2 separate regions of the Danio rerio genome follow, and region 1 is linked to region 2. The links are chromatin contacts, called in public Hi-C maps. All regions are on one chromosome and are shown on one strand. The core of a region is the stretch at or near the end of the contact, and the rest is flanking DNA. Distances in the headings are between cores, read along the strand shown. Region 1 holds the start of serpinh2 (serine (or cysteine) peptidase inhibitor, clade H, member 2). Region 2 holds the start of fis1 (fission, mitochondrial 1).

Evidence for each region. A called contact is a pair of places that touch in the nucleus more often than the background predicts.
Region 1: a contact with region 2 is called in a Hi-C map of an unstated tissue, with 2.2 times the contacts expected there. The contact joins the promoter of serpinh2 here to the promoter of fis1 in region 2. A contact is called at or near these places in 1 of 18 Hi-C or Micro-C datasets (an unstated tissue) and 1 of 4 datasets of contacts at active chromatin or transcription factors (embryo).

The regions. Positions count from the first base shown.
Region 1 is chr7:21,251,145-21,255,792 of GRCz12tu, forward strand. It overlaps serpinh2 (serine (or cysteine) peptidase inhibitor, clade H, member 2), which reads left to right and starts at 1,772. Exons shown (of 5, transcript NM_001017564.1): 1 at 1,772-1,886; 2 at 3,784-4,403. The coding sequence starts at 3,791. It also overlaps a transcript of efnb3b not described here.
Region 2 is chr7:20,825,857-20,830,919 of GRCz12tu, forward strand. It overlaps fis1 (fission, mitochondrial 1), which reads right to left and starts at 1,626. Exons shown (of 5, transcript NM_001310843.2): 1 at 1,540-1,626; 2 at 872-1,004; 3 at 702-778. The coding sequence starts at 1,584. It overlaps gigyf1a (GRB10 interacting GYF protein 1a), which reads left to right and starts at 3,204. Exons shown (of 27, transcript XM_073908366.1): 1 at 3,204-3,430.

The sequences.
Region 1 (4,648 bases), core at 522-3,021, 430 kb after region 2:
CTTCTGATTGAGTCCACAACTCCTACTCCTAGACCTGTACAGTATGTTCTGTATGTAATATTGCACTAGTTTTTTTTATGTAATAATTTTCTTTTGCTCAAAATACTCTTTAGTGTATTTGCATATTGTTTTTGTAATGTGTTTTACAATGTATAAATAAAACATTTTAAAAATTAAGGAAAAAAAGACAAGATTGAATGTGATAATGCTTGCTAAATAATGCATTATCCTAAGAGATATAATATATTTTAACCAACATTATATTTTCTTTTTGGGCAAAAAAAAAAAAAATGAACAGCCTAATTACAAGTTCAGGTAAAACTTTATTTTGATGGTCCATTTGAGTATTAGTAAACTGTCTGCTGAATATCTGCTGAGACCGCTCCTGCAACAGACATTTAACTGACTATAAGAAACTTTGCAAGTACATGTCAACTAACGCTAACCCTAACCTTAATCTAACAGCCTATTAGATGCAATGTAACTAAATTCAACAAATGGACCATCAAAATAAAGTTTGACCCAAGTTCAGAAAGCAGAAGAAAACTTTTTAATGTTACACAGAACAAATCATAAAGTTTAACAATGCAAACAGCAATAAATAAAATATCCCCACCACTTTCCTCCACTGTATAGTTTAATCAGCCTGAAAACATCAAGAACACTCAGATAAACAAACGCGTTTGAAACAGAGTGTTACATCATTGCTGTCTTATTTATATAAAATAAATAAAGTAATAATAAAACAGCATGTCCTCTCTGCTTTGTTTCAGAGATGCCTCTTTACGTCTAATTGCAGATAATGACAGGCACACAAGCATAATCTCTGATTAAATTGCTCATTTATTACAAACCACTGCGATATGTAGATATTAGATATATCAACATTCACAATATTTCTATCATTTGTATCTATTATTCATATAGCCCTGTGCCGAAAATAGTGCTGCAAATTTTGAGAAGGTAATTTTGAGGCTGCAAAAATCAGAAAAAGAGTCCTAGAGGGACTGGCACTTGTGCATTCGCCGAAGTGTGCTTTGTAGACGACTATCTGAGAGTGTGATGTGGATTAGAGAAGTAATTGGCAGAGTCTATGTACTGTCATGTCCCAGCAGGCTGTTTAGTATTGCAGCGTGTTTGCCGTGATCTGAGAGTCTGTCTCCAGGTCTGATCCTCCTTTTCCTCCATCTTTGACTATCTGAACATCAATTGATTCTGTCTGCTTGTGCTATCTGCTTATTGACTAATCTTGAACTTTACCTAGCTGATTTTTTTGCGAAGTTTTCTCTGAGGATGTTGGAGAATTATGACAAAGCAGTAGTTTTGTAATAATTCTGGATACTCAAATGTAAACCAGGACGAAGAGGAGTGTGTTTAATGCTTTTACATGCGGATACATGACATGCTATTAAGGGACAAGTCGACCTTATGTTAGGGCCGTGGCGGTGTAGACCGCGCGCGCCCCCTTTCGGTTATTATAGCAACTGCGTGTTTCCTCGAGTTACAGCTGAGGGGAATCAACCGGTTGCTTACAAAAAACCTAAAAAACAGCTTAAATATCGATTTTGGAAATCAAAAAATAAATCACAATGCACACTGACGCTTTTTATGCTATCTAACGCTAATAGAGAGTAATAGAAAAAACGACTCAGCAACCAAGTAAGCGTTGTTATTTGCTACATGGAGGTTAGTGGAAAGTGCGAGATATCTGGAAAGAGGAAAAAATACCCGGATTGAGATCACAAAGAGCGAATTATGCTGGAGGAAAAGTGAGCAAACTGTGAAAAGACCCTCCTCTGCCACGTCTGAACCTGCCCTGTCAGTTCCTTTCAGCTCAAACCTGCAGAAGAAGCCGAAAGAAAGAAGGAAGCTTTAATTAATTAACGGTACACGCAAACAAGGAACTTCTTCCACTTTGTTTTTTGCCCCTCAGTTCTCCGAGCAGACGGAACAGCTGCGCTCGCTCAGCAAGAGCAAAAATCAACATCTACTGTTCCGCCTGTGTAATATTCTCCGACGTCTGCTGTTATTTAAGGGGCTTGTTTATTCGGTCTTTTCTGTGATCTCTTGGATATAAAGTGAAATTTCCGGAGGACGCTGTTCGGTTATGGTTTAGGTTCGAGAGGATTTTAATGATGTACTGTATACAGGCCGTGAGGACGTTTGGTCGTTATTTAATGCCCTGTCAGCGGCGCAACAGTCTGGGGAATGAATTTGACGTCGAGGTTATTGCCAAAAGAGGATTTATTATGGAAAAACATCATAGTATAACCATTTTACGCCAAAATACCAATTGAAGTTAGTTTTGTATTCACACGCTCGGACGTTCTCCTTAATCATATAATCTCAGAAGTATTCTTTGCGAATTATAAATGGTGAAATCATATATCAAATATAAAGTATGTTGTTTTGCAGTCATTTACATGTGATTTCAGACCAAATATTTAAAGTATCATGGTAAACAACATCGAAAGAATGTCACAAGTTGTCACAACGAATGTGTGAATATAAAAGCAACTTTACCTCAATAAAATACCACATATATCATTGATGTTATTGGGGTAAAGCTGGTTTTATTTTCGTACATTTAACCTTTCTCCTTAATAATATGATTTCAGAAAAATAGCCTATCATATGTAAATTCTGAATAAGGAAATCATATTAGCAGCCAATGACTATCATATTGTTGACAGTCAATTAAATAGTGCTAATGTTGTTTTAAAGTCATATTTACATGTGTTTTCAGACCTAATAATCAAAGGATAGTGTGATAAACAATGAAGAGACTGTTAAAATGTGTGAATATGTGAATATAAAACCAACTTTACCTCAATATAGATTTATAAGTGAAAGTTTCGTAAAAAGATTTTAAATCATATTGTTACATTTCTTTTAATCTAGTTTTTCATTGTTGTTATAGTATATATGGTAAACACTAGTAACTAAAGTATATAAAATTGCAACAAATTATTATAATCATTTCGAAACTTTGCTCAATGGATGAACTCTGGGCTGGGTCCCTGCAGGGCCTTTAGCTGAAGCATCTGAAGGCAGGACACTGTAAATGTAAAATTCATATAGATGAGGAAACAGTACTTGAAAGTTTTCCAACAGTATAATTAAATGCAATACATTTAAATAAAAGTTTTTTGGCAAGTCTTCAAGAGGCTGGTGTCCCGAGGCCTCGCAGGACCACAAATCGTCCTTAGGGTTTAGACTAATTAACATTTGAGAAATGAGAGAGAGTAAGAGAGACTTGGCTGAAACTTGATTTTATGAATCAAACTTGATTTAATCTGTGAGAAAAAGTGTTTTTAAGTGTTTGACACTTTAAAAAGAAAGGAACTTCCGAGATGTAGTGAGAAGACAAACATTTTTCTATTTTAAATTCGGTGCACCAATTAAGTAGTCAATATAAAGTAAATAGGGCTGCAGAGATGACGTCAAAGTGCAGAAGACCAATTTGTTGGTAGTTCCATCCAGATTTATAATGGGGTTTTTCCAATTTAAGAGTAAAATAAGGTCTATTGTTACCGTAACTTGACAGCATGTTTTGCTCCATTGCGTAAATTGTACACATCCACACATGTTTTTGATAATCAGATAATAACCTTTGGTACAAGAGTGTGCAGTTAGTCTCTATAGGAATGCGCAAGCACTTGACATCCATAACATCATTATCAGACCAACTGAATGTATGTGCGCACTGCACAAGGTCATAATGTTTTGTTTACAAAGTATAATGGTATAATATTGTAATATTTCTGCCCTTTTTTTCTCCAGTTCTGCAATGCAGCCCATCTTTCCTGTTCCTCTCCTGTTTCTCCTGTTGGCTCAACAAAGCGTTTGGTCGTCTACTCCACAGGAACCAAAAGTTCAAGGCTCTCCTCCAGAAATCTCCAGCTTACATCACCCCACCTGGAGCCTGGGGCTGCAGCTGTACAGGTCGCTCCGCACCAACGGTTCCCAGACCAACACCTTCATCTCCCCGCTTCTGTTGGCCAACTCCTTGCTGGCTCTAGGGGGTGGAGCAAAAGGATCCACAGCCAGCCAGTTTCATGATCTCCTGAGGATCACCAAAAATGAGAATGTGGTAGGAGAGACTTTGACCACAGCACAGAAGGCTGTGCATGAATCAAATGGGACCAGCTACATATTGCACAGTTCCTCTGCACTGTTTTCCAAACAAGCCCCTGAACTGGAGAAGAGCTTTCTGGAGAAGCTCCAGACCCACTTTGGGATGCAGCATGTGGCCCTGGAGGATGCACAAAAACAGTCCGACATGGAGAAGCTCCAGTACTGGGCTAAAAGTGGGATGGATGGGGAAGAGACAGCAGCTCTGAAAACAGCACTGGAGTCCAAAGCTGGAGCCTTGATTCTGGCCAATGCACTGCACTTTAAAGGTGAGAAGAAAGAATAAGTTGTAAATAATTTAGATGGCTTAAACCAAGTTCTTTGTCTAGTATGCTATTGGGTTGAGTCACAAAAGGAGGTTAAAGAAAGTTATTTTTTTATCACTGATTGCAAATAACATCACAAGAGATGGCATACCATGGAGAAAGACTGGAAAGCTTATGTGAATAGCATGCTTTGAGAATAGGCATTAGACTGCATTAAATTGAAGGTGTGGCTTGTCTACTGTACTTAG
Region 2 (5,063 bases), core at 376-2,875:
GTTCATTTCTATTCCTGCAAATATGATTTAGCTACAACGACCACGACAATCTCTTAAAAAGAACAACTTACTAAAGTGAAATTTATTATTACTTTGGATTCTTACTAGATAAAACTGAAAATAAAAAATACAATAGAGGAGAAAAAATGAAAATAGCAATAGGAAACACTAAGAAAACACTATTTTTTTACCTCATATTTTGTTTAAAAAATTGTCTTTCTGTAATGAATTTCATTTGGTATAATTTGTATCTCATATTTAATGCAGTTTTTGTTGGTCAGTTATCTACAAAATAACAAATAACATTTAAGGTGAAGTGATGTGCGTCAAAAGCCGCTATACTTGCTATTGTGATACTTTTGTTTTGCTGGTATAGTATCATGGCCTAAATTTATGGTATCGTGACAACCCAAGCTACTAATAAGATTTCCATATTTAAAACTTGCAAAGAATATTTTTCTAAAGTTAATAAGTGTGAATGTGCGATTATAAAACCAATTTTACAATAATTCTTGTGTCAAAGCAGGGGAATTGTGTTTATAGTTTAATGAATTGGGTGAGCTTTCTCAAAAATGGCGTTATGGTTTTTAAAATTTTAAATAAAAGTCTGGTTTAGTGTTTTGACAAATCAAGTAAAACTGAAAGAATGTATCATCAGTGACAACATCATCCCAAACATGGATTCAGGATTCATCACCCACCTTAAGTCTGTAATTTGCAACAGCAAGGTAAAAGAGAAAATCTCTCTGGTCATCTTTTTTGCTTGTGTGAACCAGTTCTGGTGAAAGAAAACATTTGAGTGAATTATCAAACACGAACAAGCAGGCAGTAACAAACCAAAAAAACAAACAAAAAAAGCTGAATCACAGACCTTCTAAAAGCTGAATGCCTTTTACAATGTCATTTGTGTATTTGCTTCTGATTAAACACCAGGCATATTCAAAAGTAGTGTCTCTGGAAACGGGTCCTTTCACCAGCTCTGCGTTATACTTCTTTTCAAACTTCTGCAAAATAAAAGTCATGTCAGTGGATCTAATCACTCCATTCGACCAGTAGGATGATGATGATGATGTCAGGATCATGTGCTCCCCCTGGCAGACAAACGTAGACTAACTTTTACAGGAAACTGATTAATTACACTTTGTCTTCTATTTTAAAGAAAATAAAATTATGTATTTGACACGATAGGAGTCATTTTAATATTATGGAGTATATACCGTATTATACAAACATAAACTAATAAAAAAGGTGTATTAGATATCTCAAAACCCCGTAGTGTTAGATGTTATAACAGTACGTTTACTGTTCGTCAATAAAGATCGTCAAAATAACACAATGAGTTAAAGATACATGAGTGAAAATCATATATAATGTCCATTATTTTTGTTTTGGGGTGTACAGTAGAAGTGCGTCAGTCGAAAGCCTTGGTATAAACCCGACAACGGTGATTACACTATATAAAACAGTTTCATCAAGACGATATCTAAGTCATTTTTGATTCACAGCAGTGAAAAGACTGATTAAAATGCTTTAAAATACCTTTAGATCTTCTGGTGCTACTATGTCTGACACAACCGCCTCCATCTTCGCAGAGAAACCAAACACTGGAAGGTTCAGGGCGTTGTCAAAATAAAAGTCAGTGATTGCGACACACCGTTTTAATAGTGAGGCAGCAATCTATCTCGCTGTTTTTAATTAACGTTAGTTTAAATGAATTCTGTGGTTATCGAGTTCTATGTTATTTTGATATATTAAAGGCTATGCGTTTCACCTAATCAAATTTCAGTTTGTTGAACATAAACATTTTATTTTAAAGCATACATAAACATACAGATATTTTACTATTCCCATTCCTATTATTTACTCTTTACTATTGTGATATCATGGTAATATTATATAGTATATTTCAGTTCACTTTAAATGCCTTGAAAAAAAATGGAGAGAAAAATATATACGTAATCCCCCAAACTGTTAAAAATATAATTTCCATCACAGAATGTAAAACAATAGGCAATGTAATGAACGTGTGTATGCAGTTTCATAAAAAATACAACCAGCAAGACTGAGATTGTGAAACGGAAGAGTTTACTGGGTAAAACTTTTTTTTTTTTTGCAAAAAACAGTTCACAAGTTTGTAGCAATATTTGTTTACTATCCAAAATATGAATTACATTGTCAATGAAAAAGAGATATGAGAGCGAAAAAGAGAAGAAGAAAAAAACAAATAAAGAACATGATATAAACTTGAGGGTAAGACATTTAAGAATCAATAACAGTACATACACTAAAGTCATTACAAAATGAAATAGTTCTGTTTGCGTTCTTATTTTTATATAATGAATTTAAATGTATATAATGACTAAACTCTTGCAATTACTGGGTAACACTTTACAATAACAGTACATGAATACTGACAAATTAATACGTAAACTAAACATTACCGTAATTATGAATTAATGATCAGTAAAGGTATGCGCTTATTTATAGCTTAAAGAAAAATCACCAAAAGAGACATTCCCTAAACAAGTGAGCAACAGACTCAGAAGAAGTCTCACAAAAAAAGCGAGACACGTCAACGTCATTTTTGTAAAAATTGTTTAACTGGATGAAACCCATGCATAATTTTAAAAGACATTTCTTTAATTTTATTTGTTAAAACATTTCTGAGGGAGTGACCAAACATACGACCATTTAATATCATCAAAAAAGTTGTTTCAATAAGAAATAGAAGAAGGATTTGAGATGACAAGACCTGATTTTATGATTGTTTTTTTTTGTGGAGAAACAAATGGATCCATCAACAGTAAAATCAGGACTATAGTGACATACAGAAATAAATAAATTAATAATATTTCTAAAAAGCATACAAATCCCATGAGATGGCCTTGCAAACAATATTAAATTATTTTTTGGATATGGGCAGAGTAGCATATATCTTACAGTAAAATTAAAAATACAGACAGAATAAGTAAAAAAATACCATTACTGTCAAATAACTGGTTCACTAATATCGCCACATTACTGAACCAGTTATTAAAGAATAAAGATTTCCTCTTATCATTAGGCAATGCTAGTAGGGATATTCCTTCGTTGTCTTTTATTTTGTACAAGTGCATGTCCAGAAGTCTTGTCAAGCTTCCGCTAGGCGTCGCTCTCTTCACGCCCCTCTGAAAGAAACTCGACACTGATCACGTGGTATGACCGAGTAGGACGGCCATCTTCCCTAAAACACAAACAACAAGAGCGTACTAGACATCAACACGCAACGACCATTGGAGAGGGAGATAGAGCGCTAAAACAGTCAAAACGGAACACGATTCTCGAGGAGGAGCACAGAACACCAACAGCTGCACATGCATCCGAAGTGAAGACCGTAGAGTTCGACTGGGCGACTGGACAGTACAACCGCATCGACAGCTCCAGAAAGACGGTCAGCAACTGTGTGTGTGTGCGCGGTCTCTCCTTGAATGTCTGAAGCTTTAATGGCAGATGGGTGTTGCATTAAGTTTCATGCAAACTTGGGAGGGGAAGGGCAGCGTGTGTGTGCGAGCAGCAAACGCATCTCAGTGTATTAGGAGCTTGAAGTGCTTTAAGTGCTCGGTTCGGTTGACTTAGCATTAATGGTGTTGTTTGAAGTTGAAGGGGGTTTGTATGTTTGGTAAGGCAGCTGTGGCCGTGGGTTGAAGGCCACGGGAAGCAGCGGAGTGGAGTTTGGAGGGGCGCCGCGTGCACATGCAGGGGGAGTGTGCTGGCCATGCACGCGCATGCACACTCCCCCCTCCCTGTGCACGCGACGCCCCTCCAAATTCCACCAATCAGTCGAATAAACGACACTAACCTGCTTTGGTCGCCGTTTTCGTTGAACGAGATGGATATGAAGCACCAACATATCACCAGTGACAAAACATGCGCCTTTTAGCGTACTTTTAGTTCAAAGACACGTCGAGTTTAAACGGGCTAATAATTACTGGTACGTAGTTATTAGCTGATCGAGTCGTTTATTTGAGTCGGATGTTTTCAAAGAGTCGATTTAGCCAATTCACGAGTCGAACTGAACTCGTCAACAACTCACAGAATCGAGAACTGGCAGATTGGTGTTTTATCTAGAATTTAATGCAACTGTGGAAAGAATTGAGGAATTAAGAAAAGTGATGAATGATGTGTTCAAAACCTTCTGGAAAGTTCATCATTTGTATTCAGTGTCATTTTCTCACATTACATTCAGGTAGCCTTATTCTACATGAGTGTGCATTGAATTTATGTTTGCTTTCGTGCTACTTTTTTATATTGTGTCTCTGGTCTGAGGAATAATCACAGTTATCACGATTATTATGCATTCATTAATTTTAAAACCCTACTAGCCAGTGGTGTAAAGTAACTAATTATAAATACTCAAACTACTGTAATCGAGTAGTTTTTCTCAGAAATCGTAATTTACTAAGTAGTTTTATTGATAGTTCAAAATCTTTACACGAATTGACCCAGAGACTGGTTAGATGCACTGTATGATGACCGAAATGGCCTTTAACACCCAGCAGGCAAAGGATGTCAACATGGTGTCAGTTTGACGTTGTATCCCAACTTCTTGAACGTTGCATTTTATTTTGAAATGAAAGTCAGGTTGAGAATGTTACAGCTTGAAGTTGTGTGGACGTTACCACTATCACGTCTATCAGACGTTGGATTTTGGTTGCCTTACCAGATGTATAAATGTCAGTATTTGACGTCAATATGACAGTTGATGACTTTATAACAACCTAAAATCAACCAAGTATCAACGTCATTTGACATCATTATTGGACATCAAAATAACATCTTTAGATGCATTGATTTTTTTTGTCACCTGACGTCATGACCTAACTCTAACCTAATATTAACATCTTTTGGCGTTGTGTGCCTGCTGGGCAATAACGGAATGCACTACAGAATGTTACGTGTACACACATCCACAAATGACATGTAAACACATTAGCTTTTTAAAGCGTGACACTTACTACTCGCTACTCTTGAGTACTTTTGAAAGCTCTACATTTTACGCATACTTTGAGTAATATTTACAACAG